Linked DNA regions of Mus musculus: region 1 is linked to region 2. Evidence: chromatin contacts called from public Hi-C data. All regions are on one chromosome and are shown on one strand. Each heading gives the region's core, a stretch centred on a gene start, on an enhancer-like site or on the middle of the called end of the contact. The rest is flanking DNA. Distances are from core to core; before and after follow the strand shown.

Evidence for each region. Hi-C and Micro-C count contacts between places; a contact is called where the count stands out from the background.
Region 1: a Hi-C map of 3T3-L1-derived adipocytes shows a contact between it and region 2, with 2.7 times the contacts expected there. The contact joins two enhancer-like sites. A contact is called at or near these places in 1 of 39 promoter capture datasets (the 3T3-L1 cell line) and 1 of 484 Hi-C or Micro-C datasets (3T3-L1-derived adipocytes).

The regions. Positions count from the first base shown.
Region 1 is chr4:55,958,200-55,962,517 of GRCm38.p6, reverse strand. No RefSeq gene overlaps it. Among named protein-coding and RNA genes, the nearest start is that of Gm34482, 6.9 kb to the right of the region's middle. Within about 2 kb of position 2,272, at least 26 of the 459 cell types and tissues checked have an H3K27ac peak or open chromatin away from gene starts, as enhancers often do. A contact at or near this core is called in 3T3-L1-derived adipocytes, where this site is marked.
Region 2 is chr4:55,728,274-55,732,198 of GRCm38.p6, reverse strand. No RefSeq gene overlaps it. Among named protein-coding and RNA genes, the nearest start is that of Gm12511, 160 kb to the right of the region's middle. Within about 2 kb of position 1,733, at least 57 of the 459 cell types and tissues checked have an H3K27ac peak or open chromatin away from gene starts, as enhancers often do. A contact at or near this core is called in 3T3-L1-derived adipocytes, where this site is marked.

The DNA of each region.
Region 1 (4,318 bases), core at 1,023-3,522, 230 kb before region 2:
CCATTGGCCTAGGAACAGTGGCCCTATCTCATATGCAGCCATTCACATGGAGGCTGTGTCTGCAAGGTTGGCATGACAGTAGCTCTTTGAACTTTTCTCCTATGGTCATTCCTCTCCTTGAGGCCAAAACCACCTCAGTCCTTTTCTCTCTGCTCCCCACCCCTGGGTTGAGTTATAACCTTGATTTTCTTATCTAAATTGGCTAATCCTGACACTTCAGCTATATTCCTCTTTTTCAGCATGAAAATTAAATTTAAAAAATTGAGAACAACTTTCAAACTATAAAACACTGGAACATCCTACCTTTGTGTGATAAGCCACGATAGCCCACCAGTTCAGTTGGAAAATATTTAGTATCTCTCTGCCAGTTCATGTGTATGGTACCCTGGAAGAAGACAGGGAAAGGTAACCAAATGCAGAGAGAAGTCAATCAATGGTCATTGTGCATTGGGTTGGGTCAAGGTCTGGTCTAGGCTCTTTACTTCCTTTTGCTCATTTCACACTCCTAAGACCTTACAAGAATTTGCTTCTTCTATATCACAAACTACCTCCAAACATTTGTGTTTATACCCTTAGATAGATTCTACTCTTAGCCTAGTCAAAGATGCTTCTCTTTGCAATGAATACAGAAGTGCATGATTGTTCACGATGCTGACAAGCAGTGATGGCTGAGCGATCACCCTAAACCAGGCATTATGTCACCCTCCTGAAGGCTCAGGAAATATCACAGGAGATGATCCAGAAAGTGGAATTTGGGGAGAAGGGTTGGGAAAACCAATGCAATCATGAATACACAGCAGCAACCTGCCATGGACCTGCATAAGATTGAGCCTGTTGACTTTCAGTTACAGACTAGGGAGGGGTTCACAGAGCCCCAACTATCCCTGATGTGCTATTGGCTACTGATAGATTCTGGTGGGGGGGGGGGAGTAAGACACCATCTTCATTTAAGTATCTACTAATAAACCTACCAAGCTCCAATGTGTATTTCCAAATCTATTGGTCCTGGTTAAATTCAGTCTCAACACAAAACAATAATAACAAGAATGACAAGAATTGGGGAAAGGAAATTGCTTTGAGGAAGGGGCTTGGAGGGGAATTCAGAAATGAGAGAGTGAGAATGACAGTAGTCAACAAAGAACAAATTTATAAATGTTTTCCTAAAAAACAAAAACAAAACAAAGGAGTTCTTTAAAAAGAAATCCATCATTTGAAAGAGCAGCTAATGACTTGGAGAGACTGTTCAACCCAAAACCACAAGTCTGTACTACAACACTTTTCATGTGTATTATCTTACTCTATCACTGTGACACATTTCACAGTGGGTTGTATTACCCAGATGGTGGTGAAATCCATCCAGAAAGGCTGAGTAACTTGTCTAATATCACACAGCTCATCAACTGCAGAAAAAGAAATTGACTCAAGCATATACTCCCAAATGTGTTCTATGGATTCAATATGTACCCATAAGCCCTTAATTTATGAAGTCATAAGGTGTATGGACAGCTCTGACAAGGGCCTTCAGAACAACGATATGTGGGGTAGAAAGGTTAGCTTTGGTAAGAGGGTCAAGAAAGCTCCTGCAGAAAGAAGGCACTGAGACACATTGAGATACAGGGTCTGCCATCTAGACTGATTCTTAGGGAGAGAAAGATACTTTCCACTACTCCAGCTGAGTTGCTGACTGCCATGTGAGTTTTAGCTTTTATTGATTGAGCCCCTTTTCTCTGTAGACATCACTATGAGATTATCAAGTAGAAAAGTTAAAGGGGGTAAATCATAGTAGGAATGACTTCTAAACATTCTAAACAATTCTTCTACCATTAAAAAGCAAAGCAAAAAAAGAAAAAAAGAAATAACAATCCCATTGAATAATTATAATTTTGGCCTGTGATAGTATCTTTCTCCCAAATGCCTACTGCTGACACTTCAGCCTCATTATCAACAATGACACAACCTTCTTTGACCCAATTATGATCTACAGATGGAGAAATGGCTTCCATGGAGCCTCTACTGGGCTTTTTCAGATGGGCCATCTAGTGTTGTAGAGAATTAGGGAAAGATTCCTAGAATCTTCCAGCTCTTGGATTTGTTTCTCCTGTCCTAAGAATAGCTAGGGGACTCCTGCTATAAAGCACAGACCTTGGTGGGGCTCGGAGGTATGCCAGCTTTGATACTGTCACATTAAAATAAGCCACTAAATCTGCTCCCAGTGAGGTCCTCCTGCCATTGCACCATGCCAATGAGAGTTACATAACTCTCATTTGAGCAATCTAAAGTCTTGCCTCAAATCAAAGGTTTCACAACTGCATAGCTGATTTGTAGCCTCCTGCATTGCACTGAATTTATTTGTCAGAGGCTGGGGAAGAAACCAGGTCAGCTCCAGAACTAGAGAAAACAAGAATAACTTCTTGAGAACTCACTACACAGGGCAGATCTTGAGATCTGAAGCCAGATGGGTCAGTAGAGTTGAGAGAGGGTGGGAACCAGAGATGGCTTCACACAGGAAATCCTGAACTGAAATTATAGAGTGAATAGTGAGTCTTCAGGAAGGAAGAAGAGAAACAGTTTATTTAAGCAGCGGTAAAGCAAGTGGTAAAGATTTGTAAGAACATACAATGAAACTATGGACTCACCTTGCTATGACTAAGCCCTTTAAAATTCTAGAGTAGCATTGTAACACAGTAGAATTATTGACAAGTCACCCTACCAACTCTTGGGCATCTGAGCTGCTCCCCAAGGATTTAGATGCATAATATGCAGTGTCCTCTTGGAAGAGTGACTGAAATTTTCACAACCATTGAGATCCAATTGAAATAGAGATCAGGGAGGTTCCCCCCAACTCCAACTTCTGTGATGGTTACTCAGGTAAGACTGAAATTCATCTTGGGCCAGCCATAAGATCCAACCCTTCTTAAAGGGTTGCAGTTGGTGACTAATAAAGAGGACATGTTCTGAGAATAATGGATAGCTGTGCTCGCTCCTTAAACATTTTCTCATTCCCTAAAAGGCAGAGAGGTTAAGTCACCTGAGAGAGAAATTAAGTTGGAGCCATACTGCCTAAGATGCATGTACCAGCAATGTTCATGGGAACTTGAGGAAGTGCCTCCCCAGGCTTTTTCTGTGTCGTGGTCTCTGCTACTATTATGTAAAAGAAAGTCCATATCCGTGGATCTGCTCTTAATTAGGTCAGGGACTTATTTACAAAGCCTTCCAGTGATCGGATGTCACTTTGGAGCCTGAGATGTGCTAATGTTGCTGCTGCAATCCCTCAGCCCAGAACAGCAGCCCCACGGGCACCACATGGCAGCCCATGTTGTTGTTAGCGATTACTCAATAATAATGAAAATAATCAATAATCACTAACATGTGGCTATTGCTTTGGTTTTTAATGAGTACTTTCCACATATGAAATTTCCTCTATTGTTTATAAGATCAGTTTCAGATAAATATACCTAACAATACCTCTGCTTCACAAATAAGGAAATTTAGCCTCAAAAAGATTGGGTAAATTGCAACCTATCATATAGTTAGTGGGACAAGGCAAAGATGCCCAGGCAGCTCACTCCGACTCTAAAGCCCATTGGATTCTTCAATGTGTTTGCTATTAAAGTCTTCTGAAGTTGTGCAAAATAATACTCTTTGGTCCTCAACCCTGTGCTCCTCAGTCCTGTCATTAGACTATCCTTTTGCTCAAATTGAACTGCTCATCTTGGGAAAAGACTGGGGTTTTTTGTTCAGCCCCTAAGCAGTAAGCCACACATATATACTCAATAGGCTGGAATTCTCTGTGCAAAGTGTTTGAAAGCACTCTTATCTCTCAGTGGGACCACCACTATGTCCTTGCTCAACACTGTCTCCAGAGGGAGGGAGGGAGCTGACAAGTGAGAGATGCCTAGGATGAACCACTCAGGTTATAATGAGCATCATTATTCTTCACAACAGAGACTTCAGATTCCAAGAAACAGGAAACACACATGAGGTCACAGAGCCTGGAGAATGGGGAACAGGAGCTCTGATGTAGGTTTCTTTGGCTCCTGACTCTCACATCACCTCTACCAGGAGCCTCTGACACCTGGCAACCTGGCAGTCTTGAATGTATTTCTTTTTATATCTGTAAATTAAAGAGAGATAATGAGATCACCCTTGCATTGCCAGTTTAGAAACATTTTCTCTCTCTTTCCCTCTCTCTCTCTCTCTCTCTCTCTCTCTCTCTCTCTCTGTGTGTGTGTGTGTGTGTGTGTGTGTGTGTGTGTGTGTGTGTGTGTGTTATGCACACTTGCTTGTGGGGTGAGGAGAATTTTCTCTTTCCAGTTTT
Region 2 (3,925 bases), core at 484-2,983:
AATGTGTCATCCCAACAACAGTGAGTCAGTCTCCAGGCCCAGGCCCAAAGCTGGCTGCCTTTGCTTTCTAAATAGAAAGTGTATTCCTGGCCAGCCAGGCATTAGCAGAGGAGTGGTGGGTGAGTGAATGGACAGAGAAGCAGAGAAGACGTGCTAGTCCATACATCACAGGTTCCCAGGAAAATCAGGCTCCCCCTTTTCGGCCATCATTGGGAAGAGGGGCCCCTTAGTCTTGCAAACTTTATATGCCCCAGTACAGGGGAATGCCAGGACCAAGAAGTGGGAGTGGGTGGGTAGGGGAGCAGGGCGGGCGGGGGGGTTATAGGGGACTTTTGGGATAGCATTTGAAATGTAGATGAAGAAAATATCCAATAAAAAATTGAAAAAAAGGAAAATTTGTAAAAGAGCATTCTTTTTCCTTCTTTCCTAGTCACTTGAATCTGGTGTGTGTGTGTGTGTGTGTGTGTGTGTGTGTGTGTGTGTGTGTGAACTTTGCCCTTTGTCATTTATTTCAGCCTGAGCTTCCAGAGTGACCTTCCAAAATAAAGCCATAAAACTGCGACACAGTGGCCTAGATGACCTGAATGTGATAATCAGCCTCAATCAAATGGAGTTCAAAATCTCATCTTACCTTCCACTAACACTGTGAGAAGAGACAGAGACAGAGACAGAGACAGAGACAGAGACAGAGACAGAGACAGAGACAGAGACAGAGACAGAGACAGAGGCAGAGGCAGAGGCAGAGGCAGAGGCAGAGGCAGAGGCAGAGGCAGATAGAGACAGAGACAGAGACCAAACACAGAGAACATTCATGCATATGTATGGGTATTATTTGGGTATTACTGAGTAAATTTCCAAGCTCTCTGGAATCTTAGCATCACATTAGCTAAGAGGACCTGTCTGTCATGTATACCAGTGCTGTGTGCATGTGTGTGCATTCATGTATGTGTGCATGTCTGAGGGTACATCACTGGGTTTAAAAAACAATCTCTTTAGAGTCTCTGTCAATTCAAAACAAAACAAAAAACCCCTGCCTGCTCTTTCATGAAGTTTAAAGAAGGTAGCAACACTCACAGCAGGCGAGCATGGCATTCAGATGTCCTTATCTAACAAAAAGATGCTGTAGTTTGGAATGAATGTCCCCAGAGACCTATGTATCTGATACTTGGTCCGCATTCTGTGCTGCAACTGGGAGATCATAGGATGCTGAGGACATAGAAACTTGTGGAAGGAAAGGAGGTCATTGAAGGAGAGATTTGAGACCTGCCCATTTATGACCACAGTGATGTACTGCTATTCCAACACTATCAAATTCTGGACCAACAAGACCAGGGATTGAAACCAGGAACAAAAACAAACGTTTCCCTTTTATAAGTTGACTACTTTGGGTATTTATGTCACAGTGACAGAGAGCTGACTACCAAGAAGAGTCACAGCCTTAACTCCTCTTCATTCTCCAGCCTTCGGGTTGTTCTTTGGGTTGTCCTTCCAGAGAGTTTGAGCACTAGGCAACTTCAGCATCAGCAACAGCAGTAGCTACTACAGCAACTTTACCCCATTTGCTAGGGAAACGGAATATTAAAAGAAGACACACAGGACCCAGGGTCTTGTGTGCCAGCATCGTGGGCAGGCAGGGCTCCCTTTCATCCCTGGCAAACCAGATGCCAGAGTCATGTGGCTTCCACAACACCAGAGGAAGTGATGCAACCACCATCTAGCTTTGGGTCAGCCTGGAGAAAAGTGTTCTGTTACAGCGTGGGTGGTGCTGGCTTTCAGCTCAGCCTGCACCCTCTCCTAAGCCCACAGCAAAAGGGCAAGTAGATCCTGCCTCAGAGCAGACAATGCCCATTCGCCTTGCCCTCTGTAGCACTATCCCAGCCCTTACAGAGGGCTCAGCCAGGCCAGTCATTTCTGGCCATGGTTCACCCTTTCCCTTACCCTTGCTCCAACCCATAAGTTGTCCTCACAACAAACACCTGTTTCTTTTGGCAGGGACCCTGTAAGGTCCAGCCACACACTACTGACTTGATATGCACAAGAAGCAATATAATTGACTTCAATTATAATAACTACATCCATTAAAAAAACCTATGTAATGTTCATTCAGCAACCTAGGTAATGTGCAATTAATGACATTACCATATAAATTGTGCAGTGGGTCACTAATATGCAGATTATGTATAATGTTCAACATCTGTATTAATTATAGCACATGCCAGAAAAGTACGGCACTGAAAACTAGCAGTCCTGTCTTGGTTCTAAACCGTTTTGATTGTGCACGAACTCCTTTTTACGGGGGAGTTTTTTCTTTCATTGGAATATTTGCTTCCAGGTCTTTTATGCAAAGATGACCTTTACTGAGAAAAGAGAAGAAACTCTGAGAATCTCGTTAGAGCTGTGCTTGGGTAAACCTGAGAAGGCTCTGTTAGTTATTGCTCTGGGAACACGACCATCACCCTGAGGACGGAGTTCAGATTTCTGGGTTCTCGCCTAGACTCTGGTGATATTTTCCCTGCCAATCACAGCATGTCCACCAGGACATCCATTATCTTGGAAACAGTCATAATAAGCCTCGATGATGCTTACATTACCAAGACATTAAAGAGATGACCTCACTACAGACACCAGCATGCTTTGCAGATTCGAGACAGTCACAGAATTGAGCTGAGTTCTCAATGGGAAGGCTTCTATTCTTCCCTTTATGTGGCTCATTTGTTTGTGGGCATCAAAGGATTTCAACAACGGATGCCTTCTAAGTGGGTTTTCTTTTCTTTCTTCTTCTTTTGCCATAAATATACTGTTGGCACTATTTGGTGCCTGGAGTTGCCTCCTCCATTTTGCAGAATTTAGAAACTTGAGGGTAAGGCAAGTTAGCCAAGGTTATTCCAAAGAACAAACCTATGTCGGGAAGGAGATGATAGAAAATTGTCAGAGAGGTGTATATCCTAACTCTTACTGTTTCACCCCTGACTTCCATCTCTGTGCCCAGCCTTCACCTCCACAGGTGGGGACAAGCCAGTCTCTGAGCACACATCGCCATCATGTTCTTCTCCCATCACCTGCTGCCCATCAGGAGAGTCCTGATGGACCCACCCCGCACTGATCACCAGTCTAATCTCTAATCTACATTCAACACTCCTGGAAGCATTCAGTGGACCCCAATTTCAGACCAACCACTGTGCCAGCCAGACACATGGATAAAACCAAGCTGGCTGCTGCAGTCCCATCTTCAAGGAGCTCAGAGGCACACCTGCAGTGGAGACTCCAGCAACTTGTCCCTGGACTATGGTTGGCCCCACTTAGCAATTTGCCTGGAGTTTCTGACTCAGCCCCCTCACAGTCTCAAAGACATGCTTCCAATGTACAAAGCCGGTCTAGCGCTCATGCCTCTGCCCTTCCTGGCCCCATCACTTACAAAGTGAAATTGAGGCCCTTCTGTTTTGCACTGAAGTCCCAGGATATACTTCAGTCTCTCCAGCTTCACCTGCTTTGTCACCTGCCACATACCCTAAGGTGACTGGATTTCCTGCCCATTAATTGTCTCCAATACTACAGAGACATTTGCAGTTTCTTCCCTTAAGAAGTGGCACATACTGTCTACTCCCTGAGTATCAGTTAGCCATTAGACGGGTTTAGGTCAATGAGAATCAAGCAAAGGCTCTTTTGCTTCTGGGCTTCTGGATCACCATGTTTAGAGGCCTTATCTAGACTCCTTAGTAATGAACTGAAGAGAAAGGGATAAAAACTGAACCTCCCACATATATAGGTAACATCTTTCCAGAGAATTCAGCCACAGGTAAGCTAACATGAACCCAGTGAACCCACAAAATCCTTTATGAAAGGACCAGGGCTCAGCTGCTACTGCAAAAGGCCCTTGGCTAGGTTTAAGATTAGCCATAGTGTTGGGAAGGAAGCCTAAGTCAGA